Regions from separate parts of the Mus musculus genome. Here all the other regions are linked to region 1. A link is a contact called in public promoter capture Hi-C data. All regions are on one chromosome and are shown on one strand. The core of a region is the stretch at or near the end of the contact, and the rest is flanking DNA. Distances in the headings are between cores, read along the strand shown.

Region 1 (3,657 bases), core at 631-3,130:
CACTTCTTGGCCCTGGCCTTCCCCTGTACTGAGACAGATAAAGTTTGCACGACCAATGGGCCTCTCTTTCCACTGATGGCCGACTAGGCCATCTTCTGCTACATATGCAGCTAGAGACAGGAGCTCTGGGGGGTACTGGGTAGTTCATATTGTTGATCAACCTATAGGGTTGCAGATCCCTTTAGCTCCTTGGTTACTTTCTCTAGCTCCTCCATTGGGGGCCCTGTGCTCCATCCAATAGCTGACCCTGAGCATCCACTTCTGTGTTTGCTAGGCCCTGGCATAGTCACACAAGAGACAGCTCTATCTGGGTCCTTTCAGCAAAATCTTGCTAGTGTATGAAATGGTGTCAGCGTTTGGAGGCTGATTTTGGGATGGATCCCTGGATATGGCAGTCTCTAGATGGTCCATCCTTTCGTCTCAGCTCCAAACTGTGTCTCTGTAACTCCTTCCATGGGTATTTTGTTCCCAATTCTAAGAAGGGGCAAAGTGTCCACACTTTGGTCTTCATTGTTCTTGAGTTTCATGTGTTTTGCAAATTGTAACTTATATCTTGGGTATTCTAAGTTTCTAGGCTAAGATCCACTTATCAGTGAGTACATATCATTTGAGTTCTTTTGTGATTGAGTTACTTCACTCAGGATAATGCCCTCCAGATCCATCCATTTGCCTAGGAATTTCATAAATTCATTCTTTTTAATAGCTGAGTAGTACTCCATTGTGTAAATGTACCACATTTTTTGTATCCATTCCTCTGTTGAGGGGCATCTGGGTTCTTTCCAGCTTCTGGCTATTATAAATAAGGCTGCTATGAACATAGTGGAGCATGTATCTTTCTTACTAGTTGGAACATCTTCTGGATATATGGCCAGGAGAGGTACTGTGGGATCCTCCGATAGTACCATGTCCAATTTTCTGAGGAACTGCCAGACTGATTTCCAGAGTGGTTGTACAAGCTTGCAATCCCACCAACAATGGAGGAGTGTTCCTCTTTCTCCACATCCTCACCAGCATCTGCTGTCACCTGATCTTAGCCATTCTGACTGTTGAGAGGTGGAATCTCAGGGTTGTTTTGATTTGCATTTCCCTGATGATTAAGGATGTTGAACATTTTTTTCAGGTGCTTCTCAGCCATTCGGTATTCCTCAGATGAGAATTCTTTGTTTAGCTTTGAGCCCCATTTTTAATGGGGTTATTTGATTTTCTGGAGTCTACCTTCTTGGGTTTTTTATATATATATTGGATATTAGTCCCCTCAAACTTTGATTTCTATGTGCCAACTAGAGATTGCTTTTCCTAGTCTACATTTTCAAAAGTGTCCAGGTAATTTTTGATACGAAGCCAGGTTGTATAACCAGTCGTGTAACTATTAAGAAAATTTAGAGGCTGACATAGAATGTTTGGAGCTAGAAATGTCGCTCCATGTTTCAGCAGCACAGCCAGGGAACGGATTCCTTCGCTTTATACTTCCTGCTTTGGAAGACAGTCCAGGCAATGTGTAAGAACCGGTTTTGAAGTTTACCGAGCAAGTCTTAATTCCATCATGGCCACCTGCTGGCTTTTATCTTTAGACACATTACTTAATCTTTAAGCGGGTCAGTTTCTTGGTCTGTAAAAAGGGAGGCGTTAGGGTTTGGTACAGTCCTTATTCTGTGGCACACAATGTTGGCTGCTTGGTGTACAAGAACGCCACTAGATTCGTCCAGGAGCAGAAGTCTACTGCAGGCACACCCTCTCCATCTGGCTGTTGGGAAACCAGGAGACTTGCTAGTGTGTTTAAGGGGCGCCGTAGCTACACAGGATTTAGACAAGCGCTGGTCCTGCGGCGACATGGCCGCAGCGCACGCCCACTAGGGGGCGCCCGAGCGACCTGAGCTCTTGCGCCAACCGCGCGGCGCCCACGCGCGTGCTCACTGGGGACGCGGAACCTCCGCCTCCGCCGTCGCGGCCTTCAGTGCGGGCGCCCCAACGAGACTTCTGTTTTCCCGCTGCCTCGCCCCAGGCTCACTCGGCCGCAGCCCCAGCACCTGCGCCGCGGCGGCCCTCGCTCCGTGGGCCGCGGACGCCCCGGCCCGATGCTGCGCTGGCTGATCGGAGGAGGCCGCGAGCCGCAGGGCCTAGCCGAGGTAATGCGCGGGGGCCCGGGGGCGGGGCCGGGGCGGGGCCTGCGGCGAGCGCCGGAAGCGGCTGCTCAGGGCCACCTGGCCTCTGCTAAGAAACTGGGACTTAACTACAAACCAGCAGGAGTGACTGCCACTCTTGATTTATTTGAACCGATAAGTCTTCTCAGCCGGGACTCGAATTTGCTTAAGGAACGTAAATTTAACTAGTTGCTTTCCGAGAAGCTAAGTGAGAAAATGATTTCTGTTTATTTAGTACATGTATGGTCTCATCGTCACATTGAAAAAATAATTTTGTCACCTTAAAAATGTTGACATCTGAAATTTACTTCATGTGCCACACAACAATTTGTGTTACACTTCCTTCCTTATAGGAAGCATTTTACAGTTTGGATTATTGCAAACTTGGCAGTTTTAACTTCCTCATAGCTTTGACATTGACACGTGATTTTTTTAAATCACTTATTTTATATAATTTGAAGTCCTTAGGGTTATGGAAGAATTGTGGATTATTGAATGGACACATAACATATATTTGACTATTTGCTTATTTAGTGAATACACTATTTTATTCAGTTCTGTCATACCTGGTAAAACTCTCACATAATTGAGTGACAGCTAGAAAAGAGACCAGATAAATGCAAAACCATCACCATGGGATAGCATGCTGGATCTTACGTTTTCTTTTCCACACAAAAGTACTTCAATTGTGTAACTGCCTTGAATATGTACACTATAAGAGCTGGTGATTTTTCCTAATGAATGAGAGAACATTACTTATGAATTACAGTCAGCCTTCCAGTCTAAGTGATTCTCAGTCCTGGGGTAATCTTGTCCCCAGAGGATAGTACAGTGTCTACTGTTGGCCATGGGTAGGTGTGATGGGGGCACTGTGTATAGAAGAAGGATGCTGCTGTCTATCCTAACACCCAGGAGAGGTCTCAGGAACAGAAACTTAACGTAGTCCAAACTCGCTTGTCAGACTTAAGAAACCTTGGTTAAGAACAAAGCTTCTTATGGTGAAATTGTACTGAATTTGCCTCCAGAAAGGGGGCCAATTGAGACTTCCCCTGTAGAGTTAAGTTACGAGGTGTGTGTCGTTAGCACAGGCTGCTGTGCTGCCTTCTGGAGGACTCTGCATGCAGGACCTGTCCCCCAGTCTTGTCGCCCAGAGGACACATGAGTCTGCTTTCACTACTACATTTAATCATTAAAGCAGACATCTGAGTGCTTGCAGTGGGCTGCGTTTGTCTGTATTTGATTCATTTAGTCTGCAGCTTTGTTTCTAACAAAGCGTGTGTGTGTGTGTGTTTATGTGTGTTTATGCGTGTGTTTCTGTGTGGGAGTGCACATGTTGAATGTTTGAGTGTATGCATCTGTGTTTGCATATGTCTGTCTGAAAGCATTGTGTTTGCATGTGTGTAAGTATGCGTGTATGTGTGAGAGAGTATGTGAATGTGTGTGAGAGAGAATGTACATGATAGCTTGTAGGGGTCAGTTCCTTTCCTTCCATCATGAGGGTCCCCGGGACGGAGCT
Region 2 (3,657 bases), core at 537-3,036, 1.6 Mb after region 1:
AAGACAGACAGCTGGACAGCGGCCATTTTTATTATGAAATAAAGAAAGCTTGTACCCTTCATTCCGGCATGGCTACTGCAGGGCACTGCTTTCTGCTAACAGTAATAATGCAAACCATAATTTCTAATGTGGTAATCTAATCACTAGACAAAAATCTTCCTGTACTTAAAATATCTTAGCCTCTAGTACAAAGGACCCATGCAACGGAGGCAATTTCTCAAACATTAACACTAAATACAAGGAAGCAATTTTCAACTGAGCAAGCAGGAGCTGGGTGTTGGTGGTCACAATTACTCAAAACCTAAATGAGTCACCAAATAAATTGAAGGTTCTTTTTAGAAATTAAACATAACACTGTTTCTGTGATTCTAAATTGCATTGTGAGGTGAGTTCCTCAATATTTACAACCACTTTCTTTAAGAGCAGTGATTCTAAAACCTAGCACAAGAATCAGAAATTCTATTCATATCTGACTTAGTAAGCAAAGCAAACTATCTAAATGCATACTCTTGTAATTTACAAAGTGGTTTGCCCTCTTCTCTCTCTCTCTCTCTCTCTCTCTCTGTGTGTGTGTGTGTGTGTGTGTACATATATCTCCTTGGGCTATGTTTTAACACCCTGATAAGGTATTCTTAAAATCTTTATCTCTTAAGGTTTTATTCATTTGAATATCTTTCAGTTATGTTTGTCATGATTTTACGATGGAAAATCATTTGTATCTGACATACAGTAGACTTAGATTCTACTGCATTTAGTCTCCAGGAATGCTTCTACACAAGAACTTCTCAGGGCTACTTCCTGTCATGTGGAGTGTAGGACTCTTCGATTGCTCCCAGAGTTTTTGTTTGTTTTGTTTGTTTGTTTTTTCTTAGTCATTGTGCCTTAACACCCCACCCTACCCCCAAACACTCAAAATTTCTTACTTTTCCATCTGGGTAGCAGGTAGAAATTCTTTCTGCAGTTAAATAAGGAATTTCAAAGTTGGAAATGATCAGGAATTTGATAGCTACCTATTGCCTAATTCCTTATTATTTAGTAAAACTCGCATTTTGATCTTAATGATAGAAAGTTTCTATCCAAGTTATCCTGTCTTCCGGGGAGGAAAAAGATGGTTAACATGGGTCTCCGGGGAGATACTTGTTCACAACTAAGAGAAAACTTCAGGATATAATATGACCCTAATTTCCTTTTTAAGAAGTTCTTTAAACGTTATTTGTTCTCTGACAACCTCAACATTAATTGCACGAGATAAAAATTCTATAAATTAACAGTGAGAAAATAGTCTGAAGGAATTCTTCCTCCAACAGCAGTAAACGTCAAATATTAAGTCTACTTCCGAAGACATAGACAGTAGTCCTTCGGAATTAACAGTGACGGTTTTAGAGAGGAAGCAAATCTTCAGTTTGCGACTGGAGAGATCATAAACTCCTAACCTGAGTGAAGCGACGGAGTCCCTATCATTTTTGCCCAGGCAAGTTGCAAAGATGTTCCCGGGCTTTCCGGAAAGCAGCGTCGCACAGCCCACCATCCTCACCTGAGGGTTCTCACGTCCCGGCTCGCTGGCTCGTCACAAACACGCAAGGCAGAATCGGAAGCCAGGCTGGACGGAAAGGGGCACGCAACTCTCAAAAGAAGCCCACTTGCCTTCAGAAGGTTCCCCTAGGCAACCAGCCTTTAGGCGCGCCCAGGACACACACCAGTTGCCTAGGATTGCGACTACAACTCCCAGGAGGCTGCGCGGCGGACGGAGCGCCAGCCTTCCCAGAATGCAGCGCAGCGGCTTCCCTGTTCAGCTTTCTCCTCTCCCGGCTCCGCCTCCTTCCCTACCCGTCGTCACCCGGGAGGGCCGGAGGTAGGGAGCGTCGCGAGCCGCCGGGAGGGGCCCGGGGCGGGGTGGAGGGAGGATGGGAGGACGGAGGGGAGGGAGCTGAGAGAGGAGGGAGGGTAAATAGTGGACCCGGCAGGAAGATGGCGGCTGTAGCGGAGGTGTGAGTGAGTGGATCTGGGTCTCTGCCGTTGGCTTGGCTCTTCCCGTCTTCCTCCCCTCCTCCCTCCCTGACTGAGGTTGGCATCTAGGGGGCCGAGTTCAGGTGGCGGCGCCGGGCGCAGCGCAGGGGTCACGGCCACGGCGGCTGACGGCTGGAAGGGCAGGCTTTCTTCGCCGCTCGTCCTCCTTCCCCGGTCCGCTCGGTGTCAGGCGCGGCGGCGGCGGCGCGGCGGGCGCGCTTCGTCCCTCTTCCTGTTCCCTCACTCCCCGGAGCGGGCTCTCTTGGCGGTGCCATCCCCCGACCCTTCACCCCAGGGACTAGGCGCCTGCACTGGCGCAGCTCGCGGAGCGGGGGCCGGTCTCCTGCTCGGCTGTCGCGTCTCCATGTCGGATAACCAGAGCTGGAACTCGTCGGGCTCGGAGGAGGATCCGGAGACGGAGTCCGGGCCGCCTGTGGAGCGCTGCGGGGTCCTCAGCAAGGTGAGCTGCCCCGCGGGGACCGTGGATCCGCTGCCGGGACTCACCTGCCGCGAGGCGAGGGGGAGCCGCTCGGGACCTGGGGTGGGGCTGGACTGGAGGCACCGACTGTCCCGGGGCGGGGGCTGCGGAATGTGCTGGGGTGCGGGGCCGAAAGGTCGTCTTGGAATGAGTGCCTGGCCAGGGATGGGATAGGAGGTGCTTGGGACTGTCCTTACCGCTAGCCCCCCAATTCCTGGATCCTGTCAGCTTTGGCGGAGGACCTTGGAAAGCTTGTATTAAATCCGTGATCTAGTTCGGGAGGCAAGGTGCATCTGGTAACTTGGAACCCAAGGCCGCAGCTGTCTGGGGTGTAGGAATCTGGGTTGGGCAACCCGTGGTGTCTGAAGAAGTGCTGGGCAGGAGGGCGGTGAAATCGACCTTTCAGACTGTATTTTGGAGGCCCCTACCAGAATGGGGGCAGGTGCTGTTCGGCTCTTAATTGGTGTAACTTAGGCAAACCAGTTGACTGGGTTTGGCCTTGAAATCTGAGATAGTAAACTTTGAGGTGTGAGTGATCTTTGGTGTAGGAAGCGTGTGCGGCACTTTTGTACCTTACCCCCTCCTTGTCCAAGTTCAGAAAAGAGCTATTGAATTGGCAAGCTGTGGATAAGAAATATTAATAGTAAGTTGGAACGTGTCAGAAGGAAGACCGACCTTTAGTTCAGGAAAAGGAGCGTTATTTAGTAATGCAGTATTTGTACAGAAAGGAAAGACATTTTTTGTTTTGTTTTGCCTCTGTACTTTTAAAAGCACCGTTTCAGCTTTCTTTCTTTCTTTCTTTCTTTCTTTCTTTCTTTCTTTCTTTCCTTTAAGCCTAGATAGAATTTATAGGGCTGGAAATAAGTGATCTTGTTAATATTTCACAGTGTGTTGTATTTTACGTTTTTGTTGTGGGAAGACTCAGTCTTTATGACTTCCCAGTCCTTTCCTGTTAAACTTTAAGAAATGCTTAGAGCAAGCAGTTAGTTTCCAGAGGGAGAATCAGGGCTGGTCCCTTAACAAGCTGGTCATAAGATACTAAGTCATGTGCTAATGCCCATTAAGAAATCATTCTGCTTCTAGTGTTCTTGAACATCATTTCTGGAATTGTCTGAAATTTAGGCTATTAAAGTATCTACAGTGTCCTAGATTGAAAAGGCCTGGGATAGACT
Region 3 (3,657 bases), core at 430-2,929, 1.2 Mb before region 1:
TGCAAATTGTCTGGATTCAGCACATAGGTGCTTTGGGAACAGAGCAGATTTTTGTGTTGTGAGACACTGGGCTCAAAGCGTGTCCTTATGAAGAATTGTATTAGCACACTCACAAAAATTGGCCTTCAGTGGGACATGGAAAATTTGAGAAAGTGTCCAGGTCCTTCCAGTTCTCTGCACTTTGTCTCTTTGACGATGCGTGAACCCTCAGCAGGCAGGGTTCTGGCTTGTGTATCTGTTCAGACTTAGTGACCTGCTAATGACTCTGTCTGCTACGGAATCTTCCAAGCTCTGTCTTCTATACTCTCAGTCAGTATGAGGGATTCTCCCTGGTGGCTGTTCTCAGTTTTGCCATACTTTAGGTACTTAAGAGCTGACATCGTCACCTGACATCTCTAGGTAACTATGTCTGCCATGAAACATGAAGAAAGGGGAGCATTCTCTCAAATGTTTAGAAACCTGCACATTTTAAGTCTAGATTTAAAACCAGAATGGTTGGTGGGCTAGGAAGGTGGCTTCATATAACATTAAATGGATAAGAAGATGCAACTGGGGTGAAATAGTTCTGTGGGGAGGGGGAGTTATAAGCTGGGGGCTGTGGGGAAAGGCTTGAAACCAAGGACAACAGGAGGCCCTAAGAGCCCGTGCACCACAAAGAGGTATTGTTAGCAATGGTGCCTCTTGCTGGCTGTATTATAGCTCTTAATTGTATGTGAGGCATTTTATGGATATGGCCTAATACCAAGAAAGCCAAAGTAAGGCTTTCAGGGAACTCTTTATTATCCTTTGATAGAAGGATAGAAGACACGCTGTTTGTTTAAGCAAACAGGCTTGGAGAAATGAAGTGACTTGTTCAAAGCCACGGGACTGTGTGAAGTCAGAGTCAGGATGTAACCTCTCACTTTGGACTCCAAGAGCATCTGCCTTTATTCGCCATCCCTAGTCACAGCTCGTGCAGAGATGTTGAATCCCAGTTCATATTCAGCTCCACAGTCCCGGTCTTGACAGCATATTAGGACCTCCTGGGACATTTGGAAGAAATAGTGATATCAGATATTGTAAGGCATTAATATTTCATCCCCTTATCAGTGATTCTCCGTGGTGTCCATGGTGCCGCTATGGAGATCCTGTGCACTCAGGATGGTTCCGTGAGTGTTAGCTTGATGCTCTCACAAGTACAAAGACAAGCAGATGCCAGCTTGCTGGTATTACGGGCTCACAATCTGATCTAATCATGCAACTCTATGCAGCAGAGATAAGCTGTGCACAATACAAAGTTATTCTTACTGCCTGGAGATGCTCAGCACACACAAGTCTTAATGAGCGTTCTGCTTGTCTACGTGTTCAGACACAGTGACCTGCCAGTGACTCCTTGTCTGTTTAGAACCTTCCAGGCTCCATCTTTGCTATTTTACTCAGTTTGAGGAATCTTCCCTAGTGACTGTTCTCATCTCCCCTGGTGACTGGTCTCGGCTTTGCCACACTTTGGATTTTTAAGGGTGTAATGCTGACATCTCTAGGCAACTATGTCTGCCATGAACCATGAAGAAGGGGAGCAATCTCTCAGATATTTAGGGATGTGTACAAAACAGTATTGTCTCCTGGTGCCCTCATACCACCAAGCAGCTACCAGGAAGCGTCTGTGGAGAAGTGGTTCCTTGTGGGTGGGCAGTTAAACTGGGCTGGTGGAGAAGGCACCAGAACCGAGGACAGTCACAGGCCTTAAGAGCTCACATCCCATGAGAGGGGTGCTGTTAACATGGCACTGCTCATAGATAGCGTTACCAAAATCACCAGATGGGAGATGGACATTTCCTGCCAGCGCGTGGGATGCTCTGAAGAGGTAATCAGCATGCTCAGAGCCCCCAAGCACAGACTAAAGTAAAAGAAAGAATAGTCATGTAGCAACCCAGCCGTTTCCACAAGGCAGCTCCTGCACACAGATGCTCCCGGCTTCAGCTCTCCAGACAGTGATGCGACTCACTGGCTTCAGGAGCTGCATCTTTGTAACATCTTTCCCCAGGATTTAACCTAATTCTGTGCTAGGCTCTCAGGTGCCTAGAGCATCATGTGTAGATTGTAACATGACATTTGTTCTAAGATGGAAGTCATTCAAAGAATTCACAGGAAGTGTTCACCAACCAACTAACGTGTACTTGCTTTTAAGGGGCAGCTGAGGGAGAAAATCGACAGAGCTGCCGTGTAACAGTTGAGCTGTTGATTCTGGGGACGCTGCTAATGGCTTTACATGTGTCAGGAAGGGACATCCTTTCTCCTTTATGTGAGGGTGACTCACATAGTAGTAGCACTATAAAAAGAAAGTCATATATTCATAGCATGACTTTCTGTTAAAATTAGAACAGCAGCACTTTGAAGAACTTAAAAAAACAAAGAACCCTCTACATCTAATCTACTAGAAGCTTCCTAAGGAAAACAAAACAATAAATCCTAGTGGAAGACTTTCTTTGTGTGAGTACAAGCTGGGAAGAAATGTCTTAATTTGGTTGTCAAAGATAGAATAGTAGTTTAAAAATGTATTCCTGTTTTTCCAATTTATACTTTGATTTAGGGAGCCCTCTAAAGACATAAAAATGAGTGATATGTGGTTTCTTCCCATAGTGCGGATGTTTAGAGTTCAGATCTTAGGAGCCATGGAGCAGAACAGAAAAGGGAAAAGATCCATTAGCATCCTCAATGTACGTATGCAGAGTTAAGTCTGGGTTTTATGTGATACTATAGTGTCTAGACACGCTTTCCAAACCAGGATTCCATTTTATAGTCTTAGGATACTTGAAAGGGTCACAGTTAGGGTTGGGGTACAGTTGGCAGCTATGACTGAGCTGATCGGAATAAGAGTTTGAAATCAAGAAAATACCAAGGACATACCAGGTTCTAAGAAACAGAAATCAAAGCTGGGTAGTGGTGGTGCACGCCTTTAATCCCAGCACTTGGGAGGCAGAGGCAGGCGGATTTCTGAGTTCGAGGCCAGCCTGGTCTACAGAGTGAGTTCCAGGACAGCCAGGGCTACACAGAGAAAAACCCTGTCTCAAAAACAAAACAAAACAAAACAAAACAAAACAAAACAAAACAAAACAAAACAAACAAAACAAAACAACCAGAAATCAGTGGAGGTTAATGTGGGGCAGGACTTCAGTGTGAATCAGGAGTCAGTGAGGTGAGAAGGGGTCTCTCTCCAAGGCCAAGGACCTCATGTCCATAGATACACATACAATCCCCAGATGAAGGCTGTTTGCTTTGGCCAGTGGGGAGAAACTGGCTACAGCTTTTCTCTGGGAGGACCCCACCAACTAGTGACTGCAGGTATGGTCCTGATGGTGGTTGGAGAACCTTCTAGCCTTAGATAATCATTCTTTTCATGAGGCTACCATGCAGCACAGACTACCAGTCTCCCCTCCCTCCATCATTTAAAATTAGTACAGTGGGGCTGGAGACATGGCTGACTGATTAAGGACACTGGCTGCTCTTGCAGAAGACCTGGTTCAGTTCCCAGCGCCCACATGGTAGCTCACAACTGTTTGTAACTCCAGTTCCAGGGGAGCTGATGCCCTCTTCTGACCTCTCTGGGTACTGCATGCACATGGTGCACAGACATATATGCAGGCAAAACACTCATATATATGCTATCGTAATGCTTCT

Evidence for each region. Promoter capture Hi-C pulls out the DNA fragments that hold promoters and counts their contacts.
Region 2: a contact with region 1 is called in a promoter capture Hi-C map of liver, with 4 times the contacts expected there. The contact joins the promoter of Polk here to the promoter of Wdr41 in region 1. A contact is called at or near these places in 2 of 39 promoter capture datasets (liver and pre-B cells).
Region 3: a promoter capture Hi-C map of hippocampal neurons shows a contact between it and region 1, with 2.8 times the contacts expected there. The contact joins the enhancer-like site here to the promoter of Wdr41 in region 1. A contact is called at or near these places in 5 of 39 promoter capture datasets (the 3T3-L1 cell line, 3T3-L1-derived adipocytes, the C10 cell line and 2 more) and 1 of 115 datasets of contacts at active chromatin or transcription factors (astrocytes).

The regions. Positions count from the first base shown.
Region 1 is chr13:94,974,464-94,978,120 of GRCm38.p6, forward strand. Wdr41 (WD repeat domain 41) reads left to right here and starts at 1,881. Exons shown (of 14, transcript NM_172590.3): 1 at 1,881-2,126. The coding sequence starts at 2,076.
Region 2 is chr13:96,540,793-96,544,449 of GRCm38.p6, forward strand. Polk (polymerase (DNA directed), kappa) reads right to left here and starts at 1,787. Exons shown (of 15, transcript NM_012048.3): 1 at 1,535-1,787. It overlaps Cert1 (ceramide transporter 1), which reads left to right and starts at 1,943. Exons shown (of 18, transcript NM_023420.2): 1 at 1,943-2,467. The coding sequence starts at 2,372.
Region 3 is chr13:93,794,927-93,798,583 of GRCm38.p6, forward strand. The region is part of intron 3 of Arsb (arylsulfatase B); the gene reads left to right. Among named protein-coding and RNA genes, the nearest start is that of Mir5624, 6.0 kb to the left of the region's middle. Within about 2 kb of position 1,680, at least 7 of the 459 cell types and tissues checked have an H3K27ac peak or open chromatin away from gene starts, as enhancers often do. A contact at or near this core is called in hippocampal neurons, where this site is marked.